2 separate regions of the Ovis aries genome follow, and region 2 is linked to region 1. A link is a contact called in public Hi-C data. All regions are on one chromosome and are shown on one strand. Each heading gives the region's core, a stretch centred on a gene start, on an enhancer-like site or on the middle of the called end of the contact. The rest is flanking DNA. Distances are from core to core; before and after follow the strand shown.

Region 1 (7,182 bases), core at 1,958-4,457:
CTGGGAACACTGTTCAACAGGCCTAGGTGGAGCAAGTCAGGACTACCACATTGAGAACCAAAATTAAATGCTTATCAGATGATTAGGTGTAATACTTACAACCTATAAGCTAAAATGACAGGACTTCCCTGGTGGCTCAGATGGTGAAGTGTCTGCCTACAATGAGAGAGACCTGGTTTCAATCCCTGGGTTGGGAAGATCCCCTGGAGAAGGAAATGGCAACCCACTCCAGCATCCTTGCTTCGAAAATCCCATGGATGGAGGAGCCTGGTAGTCTACAGTCCATGGGGTAGTAGAGTGGGACACAACTAAGCGAATTCACTCATTCACAAGCTAAAATGACAAATCCCTCTGGTTAATACCCTGATGCTAGGAAAGACTGAGGGCAGAAGTGGGTGAGAGGAAGAGATGGTTGGATGGCATCACCAACTCAATGGCCATGAGTTTGAGCAAGCTGCAGGAGATGGTGGACAGGGAAGCCTGGCATGCTGCAGTCCCTGGGGTCTCAAAGGGTTTGGACACGACTTAGCCACTTAACACCTTGTACACAAGTAGATAAAGGTTGTTTTAAGAAGTTTCAGCATTGCTCCATGATTTTGAGGGCAGAAAGGCCTTGCCTTATTTGCAGTAAATGACTACCCACCACTGGCTCATCAGTGCAGGGTAGCAAAGCACCTCCCTTCCTTCCCAAAGCCGCAGAAGACACTGCTGATGGTTTAGTATGGTTTATTAAGCTGTGCCTTAGTACAGACGCTGGGGCTTGCCCATGGTGCTCTTAATGTACAAGGCCCTGACGTTCTGCCAATTTTTCTTGAGCAATGATACCAGGAAGTTGACAGCTAAGTGGATGTTGTACACAAGCTCATCATCTGTCATCTTCACGTGGCCAACAGCCACTGCCAGACACAGCACCTGTGGGGAGAAGGTCAAATCAGGTTGGTGGCCTGATTCAAAGAAACCAACTGTGGAGAGTGGGTTCATCTACAAGCCAGATGGCCCATTCCTCCCCCTTCCAGTGCCCTAATAAGCAGTGCTTTGCCCTCAGACCTAGAAGACCAGAGCTATTTGAAAATCTTCAATCCTGTAAAGTGACTGTTCCAAGTCTCAAGAATCCACAGAAATGCAAACCAGGGCTTCCACTCAAGAGAACGTGGGTAAACTGCAGGGCCCTGCCACCATCACCACTGTTTAATCTATGCAACCAGCCAGACCACCGCACCTTCTTCATCTGGAACTTGATCGTGGACTTCACTTCATCAACTTTGGCCACCATGTTCTCATTGTGGGTCAGCAAGGAAGGGAACTTGCCAGCCTTGTTCAGGCCTGGGCCCAGGATTCGGGGGATCTGCTTGATCAGAGACTCTGAAGCCAAAAAGGCATCATATTTCTTGGCTGGTAGAGAGAAAAAGCCATTAGGACCTGGCCTCTCAAGACAACTCTGAAACAGAGCTCTGTGACCCAACCACAGAAGTGGCCTCCCATCAGCATTCTACCCTTTCCACAGCTACCAAGTCTTTTGCATCCTCCTCCAGGCAGTGCAAGCTCCATCCTCTGGACTTTTACTGGCCAAACATCCACATGAAACCAGGTTGCAAAGTGCACGCTGACTCACAATCCATGTTGCAATGAAAAAGGCTCACTCTAAGACCGCCCGGTTTCAAATCCCACCTTCCTACTTTCTAGCCACCCAACTGAAGAACCTGTCCATCTGGGTAAACACTCCAATCATACAGCATAAAGATTAAAATGAAACAACAGGAGCTCTAAATAGAAATTCCAACCCAGAAGGCACTAGCACCTGACCTGTCAATTTGACAAGAGCTCACCTGCTTAGCAAAGAACCACTACCTGGTCTTCTTCCCTTAAAAATAACCCTCAAAGCAAAAAACACACGAATTTTTACATGGCTAAGTTTCAATTTCCAGTTGGCCAAGCACAGCAGGTACTTGGTCATGACTCTACCCCTTCATCATTTTAAAACCCGAACAGCAGAAATACCCCTATATTCTACCACTCCCAAGAGATCTGCCATCACTCTGCCCCACCTATGAAACCACACCAGGCACACTCACCCAGCTTCTTGACCAGTTTCTTATTCTTGTTGAGTTTTTTCAGTGCCTCGATGTCCATGTGGGGGATATCCACAGCCTTGGCCTCATCACAATGCTGCTGGTCCCCCAAAACACACACGGAGAACTTGGGGCGGGGAGTGGACTTAAGCCTGCATTTTGGGGGGGACAGGATAGGTCACGTCCAGCCCTAGGCTACCGAGGCTGAAGGTGAAGGGGTCTGGGACTACTGAGCCTTACCCAGAGCCGTCCACATTCACCAACAGCTAGTCTGGCTTCTCAAACTAGCCGGCGGGTTCGGCCAAAGCCTCCCCACGCCTCCCCTCTTCTTTTAAGACCCAGGGTGGGGGTCCGTCCAGCCACGCCTGCGCGGAGCAGGGGGTCTGAACTACCCGGGCACTTCAGTGCCGCACGTGCCCGGCTGCCTCGAGCTCCACTGGAGCCACAAGGGAGGAGACGGGGCAGCGCGGGGGCACTGAGGGCTGGGTGGGATCGGAACGGTGCCAACCTGACGGTGCCCGAGAAACGTTTGTCCTTTTGAGGGTCATAGTTCTTCAGGCTGATCTGAAGCTCCACCGTCTCCAAAAACCTTAAAAAAAATGTTAACAAAGTTATAACAAGCCTCCAGCGGCTTTCCCCAAAGCTGCTCTCCCCGAGGCCGGCGCTTACTTTCTGCGCTTGCGCTGGTTCCCGTGCAGGACTTCCCGCACCGCCTCGTAGAGGGTGTCGCGGGAGACTTTGCTGCTGCAAGAAACAAGCAAGACGAGCGGTCAGAGCCCGGTAGCCGGGCACCAACCCCCGGCGGTGTCAGGAGCCTTGGGCGCGGGAGGGCCTAGGGATTACTCCCCGGGGGCTTCTGGACACCAGAGTGGGGCGACTCGGGCCCAAGGACCAACCCCGGGGAAGAGGGATCGACCCTACTGGAGACCGGCCTTGGCGCCCCAACTCGAACGCCAGGCCCGCAGGCCGAAGCCTGACAAGAAATGCACCTCAACGAAGCAGGGGCAAGAACTCCCGGGGCTTCTGCCCGCAATGTTTCCTTCCCCACGGGGGCGCCCAGAAGCGCGGATGAACGTGGATAGCACGACTAAGTGACACCAACCTCATAGTTCCCTACGCCGCGATAACCGGAAAAGAGAGAAACGCTGCTCGCGCATGCGCCCAAATAGGATCCTTGTTCTCGCGAGAGATGACTGTTCCCGCGGCTTTTCTCCTCAGTGTAGTTAGTCTGGTGGCTCAATCCCGGGGAGCGCCGCCATCTGCGGCCACTAAGGGGCGCAGCTGCCGTGCCCTGCACCGCTAGACTCGCTTGGGAAGACCCCAGCCGCGCGCCCCGTGGCACCAGCCTCTGCCACGCCCTTAGGGAAGAGGCTAAGGCCAGGGCTCGAACTGCAGTAGTCACACTGCTGGGCATCGCACCCTTGACAGCCGCTGAGAGGATGCAGACAGACCCCACCGTTTTTGTCTCTTATACCTCCGGCGCGCACTTCCTCCTGCCTTGCGAACCTGTTTCACGTCTCAAAAGCAGGCTTTACTAAAAGTTTCTTTCTTGGCCGCTCAGAGCCTGAGGCGGGGAGGCCTCAAGGAAGGTTTTGTGATGGACTTACACCTGACAGTTGATTCAGGAACATGAGCAAGGCGCCTCGCTAAGTGCTGTGGGAATATAGAGATGTAGGACAGACCTGCCCACAATATTGCACACTCTGCCTCTTCTGTCCAGCAGGCCTCGTCTTGTCTGCTCACCGTAACCCCAGGAGCCCTTCAGATCCCTCCTCAAAGGCCATCATCTGCCCCAAAGCCTTCCCCAACTCCAGGCTGAGTCACTCCCGCCCTCAAGCCCCTCTCCCGCAGTGTCGCATGCCCAGTCTCACCCACTCCACAGACCGCTCTGACAGGGCTCGGGTGAGTGGTATCACACATGATCTGGCCCACAGAACATGAATGAACCTCAGAACCCTACCACCTGCCCCACAAGGAGAAAGATGCCACCTGTCACTGAGCAGAATGGGGCAGGGGGTGGGGAGTTAGTAGGAAGACAGGCACTGCTACTAATAAGACATTATTGAACCTCTTTTTTTTTTTTTTAATGAAATACCATTGATAAATTATTCAAGTCAGAAACAAGAACACAGAGGATCATCACATATACACTTGAGCACAAGAGATCCGTTCTGAACACATGTCCCTGGGGCTCCTGGAGTGTCATCATTGTCCACTCTGGGTCTGCTATGACCCTGCTGAGGCCTATCTTATGGTGTCTGCCCCCAGAAGTGACAAGGAGGGAGCCTAGGGTCAGGAGCCCTTGGTAATAAAGATCATCTAGCCCCAGACCCTTCCTGCCAGCCCCTCTGCAGCCTGGAGCAGGGAGGAAGTTGATCCCTGGGATGGCCAGGTTCAGCCCTGACCCCCAGGCAAGAGGCAGGGTGAGGAGCTGAGGGCAGAAGTGTCCTTCAGGAAGTTGGTGAGGGAGCTTCGGGAGGGTGGTCCTTTGGTGGACAGTCAGGGAGTCAGATGTCTCAGGGCAGCCTGCAGGGACTTCCTCAGGAAAGTGGTGTTGAGTTCCACAGCTGCAGCCAGGCCCAGCCTCTGGGGCTCAGTGATCTGGAGAGAAGGAAGAATCATGTCAGGACTTCAGCAGCTGATCCCTCCTCTCCCCTATCCTGCCCCTGGGCTCTGTTAGTTAGAAGAGAGAAATCCAGGACCCAAGGACAATTGGAGATGACTCCCTGAGAAATCTAACTTCCATTAGATACTACCATGACCAGGGGATGTGACCTTGGGCAAGTTACTGCGTCTCAATTTCCTCATCTATAAAATGGAGCCAATAATAGTATCTTCTCATAGGACTAGTTCTCACAGGACTAGTACCAAGTTAACATAGATAAAGGGCTTAGAAGGATGCCTGGAGCATAGCAGGGGCGACAAGTATCAGCTTAGTATTTTAGCTCTCTAACCTTATGGATGGGCTTGATAAAGGACAGAAATGGTATGGACCTAACAGAAGCAGAAGATATTAAGAAGAGGTTGCAAGAATACACAGAAGAACTGTACAAAAAAGACCTTCACGACCCAGATAATCATGATGATGTGATCACTAATCTAGAGCCAGACATCTTGGAAAGTGAAGTCAAGTGGGCCTTAGAAAGCATCACTACGAACAAAGCTAGTGGAGGTGATGGAATTCCAGTTGAGCTGTTTCAAATCCTGAAAGATGATGCTGTGAAAGTGCTGCACTCAATATGCCAGCAAATTTGGAAGACTCAGCAGTGGCCATAGGACTGGAAAAGGTCAGTTTTCATTCCAATCCCAAAGAAAGGCAATGCCAAAAAATGCTCAAACTACCACACAATTGCACTCATCTCACATGCTAGTAAAGTAATGGTCAAAATTCTCCAAGCCAGGCTTCAGCAATATGTGAACCGTGAACTCCCTGATGTTCAAGCTGGTTTTAGAAAAGGCAGAGGAACCAGAGATCAAATTGCCAACATCTGCTGGATCATGGAAAAAGCAAGAGAGTTCCAGAAAAACATCTATTTCTGCTTTACTGACTATGCCAAAGCCTTTGACTGTGTGGATCACAATAAACTGTGGAAAATTCTGAAAGAGATGGGAATACCAGACCACCTAATCTGCCTCTTGAGAAATCTGTATGCAGGTCAGGAAGCAACAGTTAGAACTGGACATGGAACAACATACTGGTTCCAAATAGGAAAAGGAGTACGTCAAGGCTGTATATTGTCAGCCTGCTTATTTAACTTATATGCAGAGTACATCATGAGAAACGCTGGACTGGAAGAAACACAAGCTGGAATCAAGATTGCCGGGAGAAATATCAATCACCTCAGATATGCAGATGACACCACCGTTATGGCAGAAAGTGAAGAGGAGCTAAAAAGCCTCTTGATGAAAGTGAAAGAGGAGGGTGAAAAAGTTGGCTTAAAGCTCAACATTCAGAAAACGAAGATGATGGCATCTGGTCCTATCACTTCATGGGAAATAGATGGGAAACAGTGGAAACAATGTCAGACTTTATTTTTTTGGGCTCCAAAATCACTGCAGATGGTGATTGCAGCCATGAAATTAAAAGACGCTTACTCCTTGGAAGAAAAGTTATGACCAACCTAGATAGCATATTCAAAACAAGAGACATTACTTTGCCAACAAAGGTCCGTCTAGTCAAGGCTATGGTTTTTCCTGTGGTCATGTACGGATATGAGAGTTGGACTGTGAAGAAGGCTGAGCACCAAAGAATTGCTGCTTTTGAACTGCGGTGTTGGAGAAGACTTTTGAGAGTCCCTTGGACTGCAAGGAGATCCAACCAGTCCATTCTGAAGGAGATCAGCCCTGGGATTTCTTTGGAAGGAATGATGCTAAAGCTGAAACTCCAGTACTTTGGCCACCTCATGCTAAGAGTTGACTCATTGGAAAAGACTCTGATGCTGGGAGGGATTGGGGGCAGGAGGAGAAGGGGACGACCGAGGATAACATGGCTGGATGGCATCATGGACTCGATGGACGTGAGTCTGAGTGAACTCTGGGAGTTGGTGATGAACAGGGAGGCCTGGCGTGCTGCAATTCATGGGGTCCCAAAGAGTCGGACACGACTGAGCGACTGAACTGAACTGAACCTTATCCCCCACGACCATCCACTCTCGGGTTTTTAGGCCTCAGCTACAATGACCTACCTGCAGATCCTCTCGGACATTCAGTGCTTACACAGTTTATTTGGCTGGAATGCCCTTTCGTCCACCTTGGCCTTTAACTACCACCCATCCTTTAAGAGTCAGGAAGCCTGCACCAATTCCCACGACAAACAAGGTTTAGTTGCCCCCTTTTCCTCTGCCATCAGATGCCCTGTGCTTACCTTCACCTGGCTGCTATCAGATATTACAATGATCTGCTTATCATTTCTCTCCCCTCTCACTAACCCAATAGGTGCTGGTGCAGAGGTCAAGTCCAGGACAGAAACTGTGATATCGTGATTGTTGATTCCTAATGCCTCAGAAAGCATCTGGCCTACAGCAGTGTTGGCTGGATGAACGAACTCCTAAACAGCCTCACTCCCCTATTCTTGGACTTGAACTGGTGGTTTCCCTGGCTTACACTCAGGGTT
Region 2 (7,182 bases), core at 1,954-4,453, 36 kb before region 1:
CGTTGTTAAAAATTAACAAACATCATAGACAGTTAGTGGTGGAACCAGGATTTGAACCCAAGCTGTCTGACTCCAGAGCCTTGGCTCTTAACCACAAGCTAAACAGAATTTTAATAAAGCACAAAGCTCCCCACAGCCTGGCAAGCTTCGGGGGAGACTGAGGGGCCTGGGGTGAGCATTGGAGCAGCCTCTGTTCTCTCCCCCAAGCAGAAAGCGGTGAGTTGCCCTGCCTGCCTCCCCGGTCCGGACCTGCTGAGGGCTGGGGGAGATGGTGCTCTGGGGCTGACGCACCCTCTGCCCCGACTCAGAAGGAGGACAGGGCCCCATCCCCACCCGTGGAAGTGGATGAACCCCAGGAGTTCGTGCTTCGGCCTGCCCCCCAGGGCCGGACGGTCCGCTGCCGGCTGACCCGGGACAAGAAGGGCATGGACCGGGGCCTGTATCCCTCCTACTTCCTGCACCTGGACACGGAGAAGAAGGTGGGTCGGAGGAGGGAGGGAGAAGGGAGAGGGGAGGGACCCGGACCGAGGCGAGAGCCAGAATGGGAGTGGGGGCTGGGGGGCAAACGGGCCTTCTCGTCCCCGCACTCCCCTCCCGCTTGCCTCTGTCTTCCAGCGCATCTCCGCTGCCCCTCTCCCCAGGTGTTTCTCTTGGCCGGCAGGAAGCGGAAACGCAGCAAGACCGCCAACTACCTCATCTCCAGTGACCCCACCAATCTGTCCCGAGGAGGGGAGAATTTCATTGGGAAGCTGAGGTGGGGCTGCGAAGCTCGGGGGCCAGTCACCTCTGCCCCGCTGTGCAGAGTGTCCCCACCTCAGACACTCTGGAATTGTCCCCCGGCCCCGGGCTTCTCTATACACATGGACACTTGTCCGCTTTGATGCATGTAGATCACTTGGGGATCTTCTTCAAATGGTTCAGTGAGTTCTCTGGTGGTCTAGAGGATAAGATTCTGGACTTTCACTGTGGTGGCCGGGATTCAGGCCCTGGTCTGGGAAACTGAGATCTTGCAAGCCCCAGGGTGAGGCAAAAAAAAAAGGGTTCAGAGGGTCTGGGCTGGGAGTGAGCTTCTGCATTTCTAAGACGCACTGGGGTGATGCCCATGCTGCTGGTCCAGGGACCTCACTTGGAGTAGGGCATAAAGTCCATGAAAGGGGGATTATGTCTGTCTTGTTCATGGTTGAATTCCTAGCACCTGGCACATAGTAGCTATTCAATAAACAGTTACTAACTGATCAAACGAAATAGTCAGCACCTACCCTGTGTTATGTCTCCCCATATAGCTCATCCAGTCCTCACCACAAATCTGAGAGATGAGGAGAAAGTGAGTCCCCAAGTCAGGCTTTATTTCTTTTTTTTATGTCTTTACCAAACACATATGTAAGGCCTACCTGTGTGTCAGAGGTATTTCTAGGTAACTTGCAAATATTAATCCATTCAATAATCTTATCAAACAAATTGATAGTAAATACTATTACCACGCCCATTTTACAGATGGGGAAGTTGAGGCTAAGAGTTTAAGTCACTTGCCTGGGGTCATACAGCTAGTAAGAGCTGAGGTTTGAAAGCTGCCCAGTCTCCCTGTAGATCCATGTTTTTAAAAAGACTTCAATGCAGAAAACCAGGGGCAGGGTCCTAAGACACACCCATGCTTAAGGCAGAAAGCTCTTAAGCTTGGCTGTGAGGAGGGGTCTGGAAGAAGGGGTGTGGAACCCCCTCAGCCCCGCCCGCAGCTCCACCCTGCTCGCAGGTCCAACCTCCTGGGGAACCGCTTTACTGTCTTTGACAATGGGCAGAACCCGCACCGCGGCGGCGGCACGGACGTAGGGAGCCTTCGGCAGGAGCTGGCAGCCGTGATCTATGTGAGAGCGCCCTCTGTCCCCTGTGCCCTGCGATAGGCCCCTTCCCTCGCCGAGTGGTCTAATGCGCGTCTCCTTCCCAGGAAACCAATGTGCTGGGCTTCCGAGGTCCCCGGCGCATGACAGTCATCATTCCTGGCATGAATTCCGACAGCGAAAGGGTGCCCATTCGGCCTCGCAACGTGAGCCCCGCACCTCCCTGACACGCCTTTCCCTGTGGGTCTTGCTCCCTAGTTACCGGCTTGTAACCCACTTCCGGGAACCCCTGTGGGGTGGGGAGGGGGTGTCCCGCCTACCCCATACCCAACCCGGAGCACACCCATCGCCCTGTCACAGATTCATTCTGGCAACTTGATAGGTTCAGTTTGGAGGGTTTTCACTGAACTCACTGAAAGGAGCACAATAGGGTTGGTTAGCTGTGTTTGTGTGTTTGTTTTTTAGTGTACATCAAAATCAATCGTTCATATATTCATTCAACACACATACATTGAGTACCAAGTATTAGTCTAGGCAACTGCAGACATCAGTCACCAAAACGAATATCTACTCTCATGAACCTGGCATTCTAGTGGAGGGAGACAGACGGTAGACAGAGACTGTGATAAGTAAGTAAATTGCGTAGTGTGTTAGAAAGTGGTATTTACTGTAGAGGGGAAAAGAAAAAGTTGAACAGGGAAAGGAGATGAGATGTGTGTCTAGGTTTTGATTTAAATTCAGTGGTCAGACTGGGTCTCACTGAGCAGATGAAATTTGAAGGAGGTGAGGAGCAACCCTGCAGATATCTGGGAAAAGATCATGCAGGCAGGGAGAAGAGCCAGTGCAAAGGCCCTGAGGCAGGAGAGTGCCTGCTGGGTTTGAGGAGCAGCAAGGTGGCCAGGGTGGCTGCAGGAAGATGAGGTCAGAGAGGTGAGAGTGAGGGGCAGGTGAGCCTGTGTAGCTGGTTTTTACTCAGAGAAACAGGAACAGCAGGGCTTTGAGCAAAGGAGTGATATGATTTGACATAGTTTTAAAAGCAAAGGTTGTTTTTGTGTGTGTGTGAGAGAGGTGTAGGGCAAGATGGAGGGCTTGCCCCCAGAGAGAGGGGGCCTCCTTCAGTGTGTCAGACCCACGCTTTGCCCCTCAGCACCGCAAGCTGAGTGAGCCCGGGATTTCAGAGACGGTTGACTGGCCTGTCTCATACTCACAGTGATGTCACTTTACTCATTTACAATGAAAAAGAATACTCCCGTCAGCTGATCACACATCCTTCCTTGCTGGAAAGCCACACTGGAATAGTCAGAGACCTGGCCAACCCATGGGGCACAAGCCCTGGGTGGCTCCACGCCTGCTCCTCCCATCCTGGAATAGACACACAGATCCTCCAAAGGCGGTGCCTCCCACGTGTGCTTGGGCTTAGTAAGAACTGACACCCAGAGCTGCTCTGAATCTCTCTTCATCATCAGTTCATTCATTCTGCAATCATTTATTAAGGCCAGGTATTGAGGATGTAAAATCAATACAAGAGGTACCATCAAAACAATATCTGATATTTATTGAACATTTACTCTGTGCGAGGAACTGCTCAAAACAGCAGTTCATGCACTATTAATCATTTAATCTTCACAACACCCTGTTATGAGGGAAACTAAGGCACAGAGTTCAGTTCAGTTCACTTCAGTCACTCAGGCATGTCCGACTCTTTGCGACCCCATGGACTGCAGCACGCCAGGCCTCCCTGTCCATCACCAGCTCCCAGAACTTGCTCAAACTCATGTCCATTGAGTCAGTGACGTCATCCCACCATCTCATCCCCTGTCACCTGTAAGGCACAGAGCCATTAGTCAAATACTGTGCCTGCTGTTAGGGTATCTAATTCCGTCCATAACAGTGCAGTGGGAGAAATCATAAGAGCGAGGTGTTAAGGAAATTCAGAGCTAAGACATTTAAATCACACCTGGGGTTAGGAAGGCTTCTTGGAGGACACAATCTTGAGAGGACTCATTCTAAGCCATGAACATGAACAGGGGACAAAGAAACCAAGAAAAGAAATACATGTCTCATGCAGACCCTGCTCCTTCCTTCCAGAAACTCTTCCAGGACAGTTTAACTACTCTTTACCTGTACATCTCTCGAAGCTCAACTCTGAGCTCCTTGTAAATCCTAGAATATCTGGTTCATCCTTGTGATAGATGCCCGCGTGTGGCCTAAGACCCCTTGGGACCAATGGTACAAAGCCCCTCCTGTGCGGCAGATACTGCTTTTCACTTTCCAACGTTCCACTTTGGCGACCCACAGCCAAGCCCATTCTCCCAGACGTACACCCTGGCCAGGTGGATGCCGCAGATACCGTGGGCGTACTCAAAGAAACCCTGGCCACCATGGCTATTGACACCCAGGCTGCACACACATACAAGGGCACCCCAGGTCCCCAGCCACCGCCCCACCCCATCAGTCCCAAGATATCTCAGCCAGCTCTCACTGTCCTGCCCCTAATACTGCCCCACCCCTCACACCCCAGGCCAGCGACGGGCTGCTGGTGCGCTGGCAGAACAAGACGCTGGAGAGCCTCATCGAGCTGCACAATAAGCCCCCCATCTGGAATGAAGACAGTGGCTCCTACACCCTCAACTTCCAAGGCCGAGTCACCCAGGCCTCAGTCAAGAACTTCCAGATTGTCCACGCTGACGACCGTGAGTATCTGAGGACACAAGCCAGGCTGTTTCCCACCACCTCCAAGACCTCAGCCCTCACTCAGATCTTTCCCTCCTCTCTCCCCCTGCCATCTCCTTCTCTCTGTCTCTCTCTCACACACACACACATGCGCGTGCTGGAGTGGAGCTGGCCTTTATTCCTGGAGCCAGAACATTCAGGAAGGTCACTCTCTCCTGTGGGGCACTCACATTGTACCCCTCAAAGAGCCTCAGATATTCCAAGCAGCTGTCTTCGGGTGCATTTTTTCAGGCCCTCGTTCTAGCACTGACCAGAGCCTGGGCAGATGCTGGGCTGTTCTGGGTAAGACTGTGTTGAAGGGACAGTTACGCTACTAGAGTTTAAATACCACTGAAAGGGAGTTCCCAGGCGGTCCAGTGGTTAGGACTTGGTACTTTCACTGCCATGGCCTTGTCAGGGAAATAAGATACTGCAGTTCAGTTCAGTTCAGTTCAGTCGCTCAGTCGTGTCCAACTCTTTGCGACCCCATGAATCGCAGCACGCCTGGCCTCCCTGTCTATCACCAATGCCCGGAGTTCACCCAAATTCATGTGCATCGAGTCGGTGATGCCATCCAGCCATCTCATCCTCTGTCGTCCCCTTCTCTTGCCCCCAATCCCTCCCAGCATCAGGGTCTTTTCCAATGAGTCAGCTCTTCGCATGAGGTGGCCAAAGTATTGGAGTTTCAGCCTCAGCATCAGTCCTTCCAATGAACACCCAGGACTGGTCTCCTTTAGGATGGACTGGTTGGATCTCCTTGCAGTCCAAGGGACTCTCAAGAGTCTTCTCCAACACCACAGTTCAAAAGCATCAATTCTTTGGCATTCAGCTTTCTTCACAGTCCAACTCTCACATCCATACATGAACACTGGAAAAAGCATAGCCTTGACTAAATGGACCTTTGTTGGCAAAGTAATATCTCTGCTTTTTAATATGCTGTCTAGGTTGGTCATAACTTTCCTTCCAAGGAGTAAGCGTCTTTTAATTTCATGGCTGCAGTCACCATCTGCAGTGATTTTGGAGCCCCCAAAAATCAAGTCTGACACTGTTTCCACCGTTCCCCCCTCTATTTCCCATGAAGTGATGGGACTAGATGCCATGATCTTAGTTTTCTGAAAGTTGAGCTTTAAGCCAACTTTTTCGCTCTCCTCTTTCACTTTCATCAAGAGGCTTTTGAGTTCCTCTTCACTTTCTGCCATAAGGGTGATGTCATCTGCATATCTGAGGTTATTTATATTTCTCCCAGCAATCTTGATTCCAGCTTGTGGTTCTTCCAGCCCAGCGTTTCTCATGATGTACTCTGCATATAAGTTACTGAAAGTGAAGCCTAAAAGCCACGAGGCTCTGCCAAAAGTAAAAGTAAAAAAAAAAAAAACAAACTTATGGGCACTTTCCTGGTGGTCCTGTGGCTAAGACTCCATGCTCCCAGTGCAGGGGGCCCAGGTTCAACCCCTGGTCAGGGTACTCAGTCCGACATGCAGCCACTAAGACTCAGCACAGCCAAATCAATAAAAATAAATATGAAAAAAAAAAACCCCATAACTTATAGCCCAGCCCCTAAGTGGCCAGAGAGGATGCTGAGGCTCAGAGAGGGCAGTCCCTTACCCAAGTCTCTCAGCAATTGCAGGCACTTACCCTGGCCCTCAAATTTTATTTCACAAATACACAGTGCTTTCTGTGGACCAGACACTGTTCTCAGGACTTCACAGATACTGATTCATTAAATCTTCTCAACAACCCTGTGAGGAAGGTATTATTCTTATCCCTATTGGAAGGACAGAGGAGGCTGGCGTGCTGCAGTCCATGGAGTCACAAAGTATCAGACACGAACAGAATGCGACTGAACAGCATTTGGCAGATGAGAAAACTGAGGTGCAGAGAGGCTGAGTAACTTACAGCTTGTGAAGGCAGAACTGGGGTCAGAACCCAGGTACTCTGTCTCCAGTGCCCCACTCCTAACCCCATCAAGATGATTGTCTTTCAGGAGTAGGAAGTATAAGTCGAGCATTTCTATTCTCTTTCCAGTGAGGTCAAAGGCCTGCTATCATAGAATTAGGGAAAAAAGATATACTCAGACACAAATAAAAACATCCCCTGTTACAAGCCTGGAGGAGAGGTCCCCACTAGGTTGAAGGGATTTGGATACAGAGTGGTATCTCCTAGGGATTTTCCAGGTTCCCAGGATTGGCTAACATTGAATGAGCTCCCTACCCCCACTCCATCCTAGGGAGGTGCCCCCAGTGTCATCTATCCTGAGGTCTTAAAAACCCATCTCCAGATCACATTTCTGGTGGAGCCTGGTCTGCCTGGGTTGGGGGTATTTTTAGCAACATCCTGTCCCATGGATGCTGGGGGAAGTGTTGGGATTGGGGCTGGGAACCTGGGCCAGATATGAGGTAGGGGCTGAGTAGGGGCACTGGTTGAGGTCATGAGGTTGGTGGTCTCAGGACCTGGGGTCTGGGATAGGGTAAAATCAGCAGAAGTTGGAAAGGAAGGATTCTAGGCATAAGCAAGTTTGACTGGTTACTACAATGCGGGCAGGTCATCTGCCTAGCCCTGGGCAGTAGAAGGTAAGGCAGGGTCCTTGCCCTCAGGGGCTTACAGTGGCGGGCACAGCGGCAGGCAGGCTTATTGG

Evidence for each region. A called contact is a pair of places that touch in the nucleus more often than the background predicts.
Region 2: a Hi-C map of muscle shows a contact between it and region 1, with 3 times the contacts expected there. The contact joins the enhancer-like site here to the promoter of RPL10A in region 1. A contact is called at or near these places in 2 of 16 Hi-C or Micro-C datasets (muscle and skin fibroblasts).

Annotation. Positions count from the first base shown.
Region 1 is chr20:9,551,920-9,559,101 of ARS-UI_Ramb_v3.0, reverse strand. RPL10A (ribosomal protein L10a) reads right to left here and starts at 3,207. Exons shown (of 6, transcript XM_060403113.1): 1 at 3,172-3,207; 2 at 2,739-2,810; 3 at 2,578-2,658; 4 at 2,073-2,221; 5 at 1,220-1,392; 6 at 710-912. The coding sequence starts at 3,176. The coding sequence ends at 742. It overlaps FANCE (FA complementation group E), which reads right to left. Exons shown (of 10, transcript XM_027958484.3): 10 at 4,116-4,670. The coding sequence ends at 4,569.
Region 2 is chr20:9,587,577-9,594,758 of ARS-UI_Ramb_v3.0, reverse strand. It overlaps TULP1 (TUB like protein 1), which reads left to right. Exons shown (of 15, transcript XM_042237051.2): 9 at 211-216; 10 at 309-479; 11 at 642-754; 12 at 1,751-1,862; 13 at 1,943-2,041; 14 at 4,357-4,528. LOC132658239 (a long non-coding RNA gene) reads right to left here. Exons shown (of 2, transcript XR_009597557.1): 1 at 6,444-7,182; 2 at 3,365-3,657. Among named protein-coding and RNA genes, the nearest start is that of TEAD3, 5.2 kb to the right of the region's middle. Within about 2 kb of position 3,203, at least 3 of the 54 cell types and tissues checked have an H3K27ac peak or open chromatin away from gene starts, as enhancers often do. A contact at or near this core is called in muscle, where this site is marked.